Linked DNA regions of Mus musculus: region 2 is linked to region 1. A link is a contact called in public HiChIP or PLAC-seq data. All regions are on one chromosome and are shown on one strand. Each heading gives the region's core, a stretch centred on a gene start, on an enhancer-like site or on the middle of the called end of the contact. The rest is flanking DNA. Distances are from core to core; before and after follow the strand shown.

Region 1 (6,481 bases), core at 2,310-4,809:
TAGCATCTTCAGCACAACCCATCAAGGTTGAAGGCATAAGATTCTCACTAAACATTTAACCATGTATTGGTATCCACAGGGCAGCCTTGAAAAAGAGGCTGGAGAGTCCTTATTTCTGACACCATCTTGGCTCTCAACTGTGTCCCTAACCCACATTGATCTTTTTGAGTTCATATTAAAAGTTTTGCATTTTCTTTCAAAGAATATCATGACTACTGTTCCCGAAATATCTCATTGCATCTATTCATAGGAATTATAGTTACTGAAGTGCAAGTAGGGTGATGTATCTATTATTGAGTTAATGATAGTCCACATTCATACTTTGTTATCATGGTGTCTGCAATTTGTTATATTTTAAGAACATCTGAAACTGGGAACACTCAAAAGTGGAAAACTTTGCCTTTTCTCTTATCACTTTTTCTTGGAGAGAATTCTGGTCTGCTCTGGGCTGGTTTAGAATTCTAGTTTTGTTTCTTATCTAGGACTCTTCTCTCCTCCCATCACTGGTCATTTTTGAATTACATATAGGATGACGGGTCAGAAGAGCTCTAATCCTAAATACCATCTCCTTATTCTTAGATGTAACCAACATACATGACAAAAACAAGAAAATGAAAAATGTCCAGCTAGCTTTGAATTTCAGACAATAATGAATACTTTAATATATTTTGAATGTGGCACGTGGAATACTTTTGAGAGAGGTTTTTTGTTGTTTTTTTGTTGTTGTTGTTGTTGTTGTTGTTGTTAATTGGATCATTGGAGGTAGGGAGATCCACTTTACATCCAGATCACCCAAAGTCAGGAGACCTATCTTATATCTAGGTCTATCAGAAGACCCACCCTAAACCTGTGCCACACCCTTTCTTGACAGCCTACAGAAAGGACAAGGAAGGAAGAAAGCCTGCTTGTCTTCACTCTCACTAGGATTAAGCCTTTTTTTTTTCTCAAGATTCTAGTATATTCTGAAGACCAGCTGAGATATCCAGCCCCATGGACTGAAAAATTACTGGATTTTTGCACTTTCCTTTGGGATACAGCCATTGTTGGATGAGCAGGACCACTGCTATAAGCCACCCTAATAGAGTTCATATGCATATTGGTTCCATACATATATTGAATCTATCAGTTCTTTACCTCTAGACAATTCATACACTTGGTTAACGATTGGTAAACTTTTCTAAAATCTAGCTTTTGCCTTTGTAAACTTCACATTTTTACTTCATTTTTCCTCCTATATGTTTCTGGGTCAAGGTGTTAGAAAACTTGATGGAATTGTGAGTGAACCATTAGATCAGTCTTTACCTGTCCAGTAGAATATTCCTAAAACTTTGTCATAGTTCACAGCCCAGAGGAATGACTGAAAACAATAGAAATGTATATTAAGCCCAGTATAAATATTTCCCACATTGACTTTCATCTTACCTGGGTCTTTAACCCGACTAACTCACTTTAACACTAGAGCACTTGATTGGCCGGCAGGAATAGGCAGTCTGTTGAGAGTGATAACATCATTAAGTTGCTAAAGTTTCAGAATCTTGTGACAGTGCAATCCTTCCTTAGTTCCTCTTAGCTCAGAGGATGGCCCTGAGCCTCAAGCTCCATCTACTTTTATAACAAATGGTGCCTCGCTCCTTCCCACCTCCTTTACACTGGAAATCGCTCAAGGCTGCCTGTGGGCTTTGTGTGGATTGTTTTTTCCCACAGAAAGAAGTCTTCCTGTTAGCCCAGCTGTCTTTGCCTCTGTAACTACATAGTCATCTGGCTCTTTCCCAGACCTAGAGGGCTCAGGAAGTACTTAGAAAGACAAAAGTTTGATGCTTTTCCTCCTGAAGATACCGCAATCTCTATATAAACCAGCACATACATCCAGGTTTTTAGGTATGACTGTACCTATCTATGACATATATTTGGACTCTTGGAAAACTACACACATGATGAACCAGGAGAAACCATGGGATGCCTAGGACAAGGAAGCCCTGGGCAGTCTCTGCCTATGAGAAAAGTGTTTGTCTGAATTGTTCGTAAAACTATGGGTGTTTGGTATTCATTTCATGCTTATTCATTTAGATGAAGAATTAAATATTGAAATTATGTTTGAGCTTCTGGAGATTTGTCAAGGCCCTTGAATGAGCTGCTAATGCTTATAGCTTTAGACGACGCCAGCACTAGACAAACTTCACATTAAAATTCCTGTTTAAGCCTTCCGAACTAAGGGCAAAAGACCAAGCTGGAAAGGCCTCTTTTTCAGCAGAGGAATAAAACAGCCCTTGTCACATTGACTCCTGATGCTGCTTATCTGGTGCTTTTGAGTTTGTAAGCTTACTAGCAGTCACATATATGTATAAATAGATGTATATTACATATGTGAGTTTGCATGTGAAGGATTCTTCTGGGGTGCATTTTAACTGGCATGGTATAGAGTTCAGACTCTGGTGGGCAATCTTCCTCGTTGACTGGACAGATTGGGGTATTCAGACAATCACTGTAGGGGTAAATTCAAATTGCTGATGTTTCAACCTTTGATTTGGAACATGTATGCACAGAAGCGAATTCCTTGTGAGCAGCCTACTAGATTATTCTCGTGTGCTTTCTTATTTCTGTATGTGGAAAAGGAGAAAACAGCAGCAAGTTGAACTGGGGAGAAATTGCTCTGCAGAGAAGGCTTTGGGTGTGCGATAGTCAGGAAGTTATTATACAGAGTTGCTGCCATGGCTGAACACAGCGATGTAACCTAAACCACTTCTGAGAATATAAAATGCTGCAGACAGACATAATTACGTTGCCCTTTCCAATTCTATTTCTCCCATTTAGACACAGTGACCCAATAATCCATGAATGTCAGGAGTTCCTATTTTGAAAATTTAACAGTATTGGAGGGAGGTTTATAAAAGACTTGGGTGCTGTCTTCATTAAGGTTTTATTGCTGTGAAGAGATAGCATGACTAAGGTAACTCTTATAAAGGAAAACATTTCATTGGGGCTGGCTTACAGTTTAAGAGGTTTAGTCCATGATTATAATGGTAGAATGATGGCAATGTGCAGGCAGACATGGTGCTGGAGGAGGCAAGAGCTCTACATCTTGATCTGAAGGCAGCAGGAAGAGACAATGCACCACACTGGGCATAACTTGAGCTTAGATGACCTCAAAGGCCACCTCCACAGTGACATACTTTCTCCCACAAGGCCATACCTACTGCAGCAAGGCCACACCTCCTAATAGTGCTAATTACTTCTCATGGCTAAGCATTCAAACATGTGAGTCTATGGGCACCATTCTTATCAAATCACAATATTGTGCTTCCAATTAGAGTTATGTAGTAGAATGTCATTTCCTAAATGTTATTCTCTTTGGATCCGTGTATATCTTGGCAAATAACATTCGAAGAGTTTGGTATTATTATTACTGAGGAAAACACAGAGGCAAATGGAGATGCATTCCTCACAGTCTTAACAACACATAGGGGAATTAGAGAAACAGGAAGGGCAGCCTCTGCACACTGTGACCCTATGCTTTTCTTTCTTCACTAGAGCTACTCACATGCTGGAATAGTGACACAGGTCACAGATGTTAGCAATTGCAGGTTCTCTTTTCTCTCTCAACTTTACTTGCTTTGATGTTCTGAATTCCCCAGAATGAATTCCAGAAACAGGAAGAAAACAGATCTTCATTTCTGGTTATCAAAAGTACAGGGTTCTGGTTTGTGATCCCACAAGTTGTCAAAACTTGTGCTCAATTAGTGTACTTTGAAAAAAATTTAAAATTCTAGACTATATAGTAGTGCTTAGCTGTGTGGCTTACAATTGTTATATATGCACATGCATTAGACGATTATGGACTTGTAATAGGGAAATATATGTACACATATATAATATAGTCATGAGGATTATTTAGCATATGATCATAAAATATTAGACTTATATTTTGCTATTATATGATGATTTATCCCAATGATAATAATAAGTTCTGAGTGTAGGCATTGAGTTCACTGGATCATTTGAATTTTGAAGAGATACTGCCTTTGCATAAAACAATTTTGCTTTCATACTTTTAATATTTTTTTAAATTATAAAAAAACATAATGCCCTAAGTTTCTCTGACAACTGAAGATCAAGGGTGTGTACCAAACTAAATAACGGACTTAACATCTGATTTTTCCACCCCAGCCAGTCTCAATCCAGGTTTCAGTTTATGTCTCTTCTAATTCATTCAGCAGGCCAGGTTCTGGTCAGCACATACTGCGTTCAGTTTGATGAAGTGTGACCTGTCCTCAGGTCACTGAGTAATTTTTAAAGAAATGTACATATGTCCCTAAGTCTAGGGATCCAAAGTTGGATAGTATTGCTGTAAATATATTTGAAAAATAAAGGAGCCAGTTGGTATGCCATTTTCAAGTTTAATTTTGCTGGAAGGTTATTTCAAGGAAAAAAAACCCATAATATTAAAGACAGGCTCTAGAAATCTTTAATAGCTCTATTGAAGGCTTGGAGTACACTGGTGAGACTTGCATTTTATCCATGAAACAAAAATTCCTTTGCTTTGAAATCGAGAGCTTGGCTGGAGGATTGTGTTTTTCCTGTCCAGTAGTAAGACTCTGCCTTTAACCAATAAAATCCAGCCTCCTAAGAGAAGAATGGGGCCACATGAAGATTTGATTCATAATCTTTGTTTTGTTTGTTTGTTTGTTTGTTTTATGTCTTGGAGCTTTCCTTTGGCTCTCTCTTTCAAATGATGTTTCATTTAATACTTCTCCCAAGAATTATCAAGCTTGTGTCAAGCAAAAACACTGAATGATGAGATAAGCCAGGACAAATCCAGAAAGCAGCTGCTGTGTTCATAGGTATGCTGTCTACCCTCATTTTGCTTTTGAAAATGGAGTCATTTGTGGTTGCTAGGAAATCCTGCAGCAAGACAAACTCCACATCTGTTTTCAAGTGGCTAGCAGGGAGGAGCAAAAAATAATTTGATTTCCACCCTCCCTGATAATTTCCTTTCCATTACAAAGGGCCATTTGAAGGGGGGGGGGATCATTCAAAAACTCTTTTCTTTTCATTTTTTTTTAATGTTTTACAATGTTTTATTGGTAACATAGTCTTTTTTTTCTTCCTCCATTTTTAAATTAGGTATTTACTTCATTTACATCTCAAATGCTATCCAGAAAGTCCCCTATACCCTCCTCCCTTTCCCCACCTCTCCTACCCACCCACTCCCACTTCTTGGCCCTGGGGTTTCCCCTGTACTGGGGCATATAAAGTTTGCAATGCCAAGGGGCCTCTCTTCCCAATGATGGCCGACTAGGCCATCTTCTGCTACAAATGCAGCTAGAGACACGAGCTCTGGGGATACTGGTTAGTTCGTATTGTTGTTCCACCTATAGGGTTGCAGACTCCTTCAGCTCCTTGGGTACTTTCTCTAGCTCCTCCATTGGGGGCCCTGTGTTCCATCCGATAGCTGACTGTGAGCATCCACTTCTGTGTCTGCCAGGCACTGGCTTAGCCTCACAAGAGACAGCTATATCAGGGTCCCTTCAGCAAAATCTTGCTGCCGTATGCAGTAGTGTCTGCATTTGGTGGCTGATTATGGGATGGACCCCCAGGAGGGATAGTGTCTGGATGGTCCATCCTTTCATCTCACCTCCAAACACTGTCTCTGTAACTCTTTCCATGGGTGTTTTGTTACCAATTCTAAGAAGGGACAAATTGTCCACACTTTACTCCTCCTTCTTGAGTTTCATGTGTTTTGCAAGTTGTATGTTGGGTATTCTTGGGTGAGTGCATATCATGTGATTCTTTTGTGATTGGGTTACCTCACTCAGGATGATGCCCTCCAGATCCATCCATTTGCCTAGGAATTTCATAAATTCATTCTTTTTAATAGCTGAGTAGTATTCCATTGTGTAAATGTACCACATTTTCTGTATCCATTCCTCTGTTGAGGGACATCTGGGTTTTTTCCAGCTTCTGGCTATTAAAAATAAGGCTGCTATGAACATAGTGGAGCATGTGTTCTTCTTACCGGTTGGGACATCTTCTGGGTGTATTCCCAGGAGAGGTATTACTGGATCCTCCGGTAGTACTATGTCCAATTTTCTGTGGAACCTCCAGACTGATTTCCAGAGTGGTTGTACCAGCTTGCAATGCCACCAACAATGGAGTTTTCCTTTCTCCACATTCTCGCCAGCATTTGCTGTCACCTAAATTTTTGATCTTAGCCATTCTGACTGATGTGAGATGGAATCTCAGGGTTGTTTTGATTTGCATTTCCTTGATGATTAAGGATGTTGAACATGTTTTCAGGTGCTTCTCAGCCATTTGATATTCCTTAGTTGAGAATTTTTTGTTTAGCTCTGTGTCTCATTTTTTAATGGGGTTATTTGGTTTTCTGGAGTCCATCTTCTTGAGTTCTTTATATATAATGGATATTAGTCCCCTATCTGATTTAGGATTGGTAAAAATCCTTTCCCAATCTGTTGGTGGCTTTTTT
Region 2 (6,481 bases), core at 2,345-4,844, 420 kb before region 1:
AATCAAATACATTTGTCTGGGAGTGGGATGGTCTGTCAGGCATTGATCTCCTTGAGCTGGCGCTCTCTGGGAACGCCTCCCCAGTGAGAATCCCAGTCAGGATTCTAAAGGTTACATGGAATAGGCCTGATTTCTGAGCTTCTCTGGGGAGATCACTTAATTCATAAAGCACAAAGTGGAGAAAGCCGCCACATACCCACAACTCCCCCTCGTTAAGTAACCAGAGCACGGTTCCTGTTATAGAAGAAAATAACGTGTTGATTAGCGTGTAAGCCAGAAAATACCCCCGAGCGGTGAATCTTTAAAGATGAAATAGTTGCACTTTGGAAGACGGGGAAAAATGGCAAAATGAAATCCGGGTAGAGTCGGCTTTGCGAAGGCTGGGTTTCTGCGTGCGCGCTCACGGCATTCAGCCACGAGGGGGCAGCATTGCACTTTGGTTGAAAAAACGGTCTGGCAGGAAGGGAGCCCTTTAAAGGAACATAACATCTACGTGAGCAAAGCTAAAAACCAGAACATTAGCAAGCACCAGAAAACCAACAACGCAGAGCCCAACTGTCTTTGTTATAATGTGCCGTCTTCGCTTCTCCCGTGGACGGGATTTAATATTGTAGTATTAAGACTTTCTGGGCCATATCACGTCAGTTCATAAATACATGCTTAGGGGTGGTGGTGGGTATGCAGTGAGATTATTATGATTATATGTATATATATTATACCTTCCACTTTTGTTTGCCTTGCCTTTCTCAGCTTACCGTTCTTGCGTTGTTGTCAAATACCAGGTCTCCCACATTGCTTCCTCCAAGGCAGAGCCCAGACCTTCTGTGGGCTGCCCCTCGGTGTGGCCCGTGATTTTGTGGAGTTCCATGGAGTTTGGCTAGAAAGTTACTTACTCCTTTCCTTTTTGTACAAAACTAGGTTCTTAATTTCCATGGTTCTGGCCCTTCTCTAGGGATTGTAGCCATGGAGACACTTTCAGAGGAGTCAAACCATCGCTCTGTGGGGAGTAGTTGCATCTTTGAAATGGACCCCTAAGTCACACTGAGACCAAATCCAGCCTTTGAGCTGAGAAACTCAAGCTCCACCAGCTCAGGGGCGGCTTCCCTATGCTCCCGGACAGTGAGTGAGTGCCTGGTGTTGAAGGTGCATAGTAAATATTTGTCCAGTGAACGAGCCCCATTTCAACCCTCACGCCGTGACCGATCACCATGCCCTTCACCCACTTGGGATTTGCTTTTGGCTAATGACTAACGTGAGACCACACGAGGCTGGAGGTGTTCACTTGCCTTTCTTTCTAGTCTCCAACACTGTTTTCTTTCTGAGTTTGCAGGGTCATGGTGACATGAGGCAGAGTTTCTTGCGGGGGTGGGGGTGGGGGGAGTCATTTTTGTTTCTCTGATGTTTGCATACAATTACAGTGTTAATTCTGCCTTTGTGTTGGGAGTTCACAAAGACCAGATTAAAGTTTCCCCTCGGTGTTACTACCTGGCTCCTTCCTCCTCCCCTTTTCTTCTCTTCTTGTTGGGAAACTTGACTTTGAGCAGGGCAGGGACTAACAGGCAGCGGGAAGATTAATTACCCTCCTTGGAATCTCACTTGACTGGGCAAGGTGAGACAGTTCAATTATGTAATCATGCTGGCAGTCTTGGCTTCCCAGGCCCTGGGTGCTAGGACTACCCTCTTCCTGCATTTTAATTATTATGAGGGACTCGCTCTGCTCCTTGTAACTCTCCAGTGAACCCTCAGGCCGTGGGAAAGGAGCTGTCAGTTTTGGCAGGAGATGCTCCAATCGCTGGCATCTCTGCCCTCTTCGAGGGTTCCTGTGGAGAGTCTCCGTGCTCCTGTTGGAAGCTGTGGTTGGGCTGCCTGGCTGCGTCTCTTGGGCCATGTGGATTCCTTTTCTCTATCGCACAGCTTTTTAAGGCTTTCTCCTTTGCCTTGAGAAAGGCTCCCATTGAAGCTACGGGCCAGGGAGCCTCATTCGAGTGGAATGCATTAGAGGTGGGAAGTGTAGCAGACCCTCCTGCAATGGCTGAGAGGTTATCATCTGCTGTGTCCAACACCGGGGGGGGGGCAGGGACCACATGTGGCCATTAGCACCTGAACCATGGCCAGTGCAATTAAGGAGCTGAATTTTTAATTAGAATTAATGTGAAGTTCAACAGTTATCTATGGCCAATGGATACTCTATTGGGCAGTGAAAGACTCCTGTAACCATTATGTCCACAAAGGAGATGATCTCTCTCTCTCTCTCTCTCTCTCTCTCTCTGTGTGTGTGTGTGTGTGTGCGTGTGGCTTGATTGTTGCACTATCATATAAAGGACCCCCCCCCAGTCTCACTATTGCTAGTGCTAGATTTTTTTTCTACCATGCCCTCTTGTTTTTCACTACCCCTACCCCACTCCCATACCAAAGATACATCTTAGTTATGCTAGACCTTACAAAAAGGGACAGGAGAATGGAGTTTTCCATATTCTGTTATGAGTCCTTATCTCCTTGGTTGGTAAATGACTATAATCTTAGTGAAAGGCACATTCCCCCCAAATGCAATGTCAGGTAGACCAGTTATCTTAGTGAAGTACTGGGTCATCTGCTGTGATATTGCCACTAACTTAGTGCCACACTGCCTGGCTATCTTTGGCATAGTGCTTCAAAGTTGTTTGGAGACGTTGTCCCTTGACCAGCCCAGGTGAGAGCTTGTTTTTGACAATAAGCTCTTGAAAAAAAATGACCTTATAAAACAAACTATGCCTTGAACTATACACAAGAAAGAAAAAACGGTGATAAACATAGGTGTTAGGAACATAGTTAGTTTGGTAAGTCCAACCCAGGAGAAGAAGAAAGCGGGTGAAGGTGGCACATGCTTATAACACCAACTCTGGAGAGACAGAGTGTTCCCCTGACCAGGCACCCCCTTCTACTTGGCAAGTCAATGAGAGATTCTGTCTCTAAAATCTCTTTTGTCTCAACACCCACAGATGCACATGCACACACACACACATACACACACACACACACACATGCACACTTGCATACACACTCACATGCACACACACATGCACACATACACTACATGTACACACACTCATATGCATACACACACACACACACACATAGAGAGAGCAGGTATAGGACATGAAGTACAATAGGAATTGGAATGAAGTGATAGCATCCCTCATTTTCCCATACTCAAGCCTCCCTCAAGCCAACAAACTCATTCTTCGGCTGCTGCCATCACCCGCCCCCCTCCTTTGGCCCTGTTCTTTGTGGATCTTGGTTGCTAAAATTTCACAAACAAGAGGGGAGAACAGCAACAGAAACCTCAGGTCTGTAAAAGTCTCTCTCTGGCTCCTGTGGTTTACCGTGTGAGTTAATTTGAGCCGTCCCAGTGAGAACCCAGAGTGACAGAAACAGCAGCCAATCTGCTGTTGTACAAGCGAGTGCATGCAGCCTGCTTGCGAACGCCTTGGAAAATGTCTGCAGAGATGCAGCTCACAGGGGTGGTTCTTTAAATTTAGCCAGGTTTGTAAAGAGCCCATTTACTGCCTGACTCGGAGCTAACTCCTGTGGCAGAGTGGAATTTGAGGCTAGATGCCAGTGAGAAGAAGTCAGCTTGGATACCAAACTGCGAGCCTGTGAGGGCCAGGAAAAGGACTGTTGGAACAGAAAGCTTCCTGGAATGTAAGGAACAGGAAAACGTCCAGAAGGATGCATCTAGAGACAGTGCACAGATAGGTTGTCCAGAAAGGCTGGGATGCTGCAGACAAGGGATGGGAGAGGCAGAACAAGAAGAGAGGGGGAATCCTACTATACTCTTTGATTTCATGAAGGTTGAAAACAAGCCTTTGAAACAGATGACCAGAAACTAGTGGGTCTTAAGAAAAACCATTTCCCTGTCTTGCGTTGAGCTTCAATTCTATAAATAAAACATATTAGCAAGCAAACAAGCAAACCCTATACTCACATGTTTCTCTCATTAGGCTAAGAGTTTGCCAGTATCAGGAGGAATGTTTTAGATTCACTAGTAAAATCGTCTTCAAGTTTCTTGGAGAAAAATTAAAATGCAACAAGAAGGTGGTTTTCTTTGTATCCTGGCCTCTCTCCTGGCCTTCCACCCCAAGGCAATCTCTTCCTATTTTCTCTGGAGACGAAGAGATCATGACTGATTGACATCTAATTGCAAAGGTTGTTATTCATGTCAGGGACTGTATCAGGCAGGGTTCGCTAGAGGAACGGAACTAAAAGAATGTAGGTATGTTATTAAAGTAGATTTATTAGATTGGCTTATGGTGTAAGGTTCGAGTAGTCCAACGATGGCCATTGGCCATCCTTGGCTGCCATCTGGGAGGTGCCTACATTGAGAGCAGGTGTGTCCCCTTCAGTTAATATTTTTTGGAAATGTTCTCACAGGTATGCTTTAGCTGACATCAGGTTGACAACCAGAACAAACCATCACAGAGATTCTCACTTTGATGGACCCTAGGACCTACTTAACAACACAGTCCTTGGGGCCAGAGCACTGATTCAGATTCTTAAAGGAGGGCACTAAGAAGCCCAGGCTATAAAATTGCTGGCAATAAGGAAGAGGTATAAACATGTTAAAATGTTAAGGTTCAGACTAAGTGATCGGGTAGACCAGGGATCTGGTAGTTAGGAACGTCCCCAAACATAGTTTATGGAATACCTTTTATCTACTGGGTTGGAAGTGAAAGGTTAAGGCATTATAGGGTGTTTGTGTCTTGCTGTGAGTAATTAGGTAGTAAAACTTTCTTTTCTTCATATAATGATTGAAGGGACAATTCCAAAATATGAATATGACTGAGAGGTGGTTCAGCTGGGAAGTGTGTTTGAGCTCTGAGTTTCTCTATGTTGGGATCTACTTGTGGGTTCTATCCTTCCTCCTAAGCAGGAGACTGCTGTAGGAGTCAGAGGGAAGGATTAAAGTGCAAGCCACTGGACAGAGGCCTACTCACGATGGACTATGAACGTGGGGAATTCCTCTCCAAACCCCAGTTTCTTCCACACGGGAAGTGGCTACAAACCTTGCCCCTCCCGGAGTTGTAATTATTAAATGAGACAAGGCATACAGTGTGCTCAGCAGAACTGTGCTCAGTGCGCATGACCGTCCTTCTGAGGGCTCTCTCTTCTCATGGAGCAGAGATCCATCTGCCCTCCGCAATGTACGTGTTTTTTCCGTGTCTTCTGCTATGTCTGTAGTAATAAATTCTTACCTCAAACCATAAATCAGGCGATATCACTGTCCAGGTTTGTAAGCTCTGGCCATCTTGTATGTTTTCCGGTGTTGCGGGTGCAGTTTGCAGGAGGGCCATATTTCCATGCTGAGGTCGGATGGTAAACGTGGTTGTTGGAACCTGCCGATGACAGAATGGTAAGTTACTGCAGTTTTGGAATGGTATTTCAAGCCTGAACAACCCTGGGGTAAAAGTATTTACTTTGACTCGGTATTTCAAAGCGATAGGCTCCTGGAAGGTGTGAGCATGAGATCAGCTTGTCGAGTTGTATCAGTAGTCAGAGAGTGAACAGGAAGTGAGACAGGCGATTAAACCTCAAGGTCCACCCCCAGTGACGTTCCTCCTTCAGCAGACTCCACTTGCTAAAGGTTCCGTAATCTTCTCAAACAGTGCTGCTTGTGTTCCAACACGAGGACCTATCCGGGACATTTCACAAATAAACCATATCAGTATAGAATCCATTTCTGGATTATGCCCACATTTCACTGAGCCTTAGTCTTGATCCCTGCAGGGCAACATATAAGATGGAGAAGGGGCCCCGTGGGAACTGAAGCATATCACATGCAAGGACAGGCAATCATGACCCTAATGAGGGGAGAAGGATTTAATCCGATAAAAACCTATTAGAGCTGACAGTACAGATGTAAACAGGTCCCTGGTGAGAAGTCCAGCGATGGCATCCTCACTGTTACATCCATCGATACAAGATGTCACCCAGTCATAGGAGGCTCACACGGTCTCCCCAGAGCGGAGGTGGCACTTTGCACTGTATCTAGCTTGATTTTGTATCAAACCCTGACCTGGTAGTTTGGGGTAATCTCATAAAGATACTTTTTTTTCTCTCTCAGATTTAGCTGAAAAGGCTTGAGACAGCCATATTGCTGGGCGTTGGATTTTGTTGTTAATCTCCAGGAGATTTGGGCATAGGAAATGGATCCTTACTCAGAATTGTTTTTTCTGAGGTTTTTAGTACATCATGATGAATACTGTGTGTGTGTGTGTGTGTGTGTGTGTGCACACATATGATAACTTGGAGGAGTTGGTCATCTTCGCACATGTGGGTCCCGGGTATAGAACTTAGGTCATCTGTTTTGACATCAAGCACATGGACCCACTGAGCATCTCACTGGCCAGCATCTACCGTTTTATGTGCCTCCTGGGGGATCACGGTATGGCTTCAAGCGTTCTTGGCAAGTGCCTTACTGGCTGACCTAGCTCCCAGGCTGAGC

What was found. HiChIP or PLAC-seq counts read pairs in DNA pulled down with a chosen protein or histone mark.
Region 2: an H3K4me3 HiChIP or PLAC-seq map of bone marrow-derived macrophages shows a contact between it and region 1, with 4 times the contacts expected there. The contact joins two enhancer-like sites. A contact is called at or near these places in 2 of 484 Hi-C or Micro-C datasets (cranial neural crest and trophoblast stem cells) and 1 of 115 datasets of contacts at active chromatin or transcription factors (bone marrow-derived macrophages).

The regions. Positions count from the first base shown.
Region 1 is chr3:50,481,354-50,487,834 of GRCm38.p6, reverse strand. It overlaps a transcript of Slc7a11 not described here. Among named protein-coding and RNA genes, the nearest start is that of Slc7a11, 41 kb to the right of the region's middle. Within about 2 kb of position 3,559, at least 7 of the 459 cell types and tissues checked have an H3K27ac peak or open chromatin away from gene starts, as enhancers often do.
Region 2 is chr3:50,900,099-50,906,579 of GRCm38.p6, reverse strand. No RefSeq gene overlaps it. Among named protein-coding and RNA genes, the nearest start is that of Gm37548, 14 kb to the right of the region's middle. Within about 2 kb of position 3,594, at least 32 of the 459 cell types and tissues checked have an H3K27ac peak or open chromatin away from gene starts, as enhancers often do.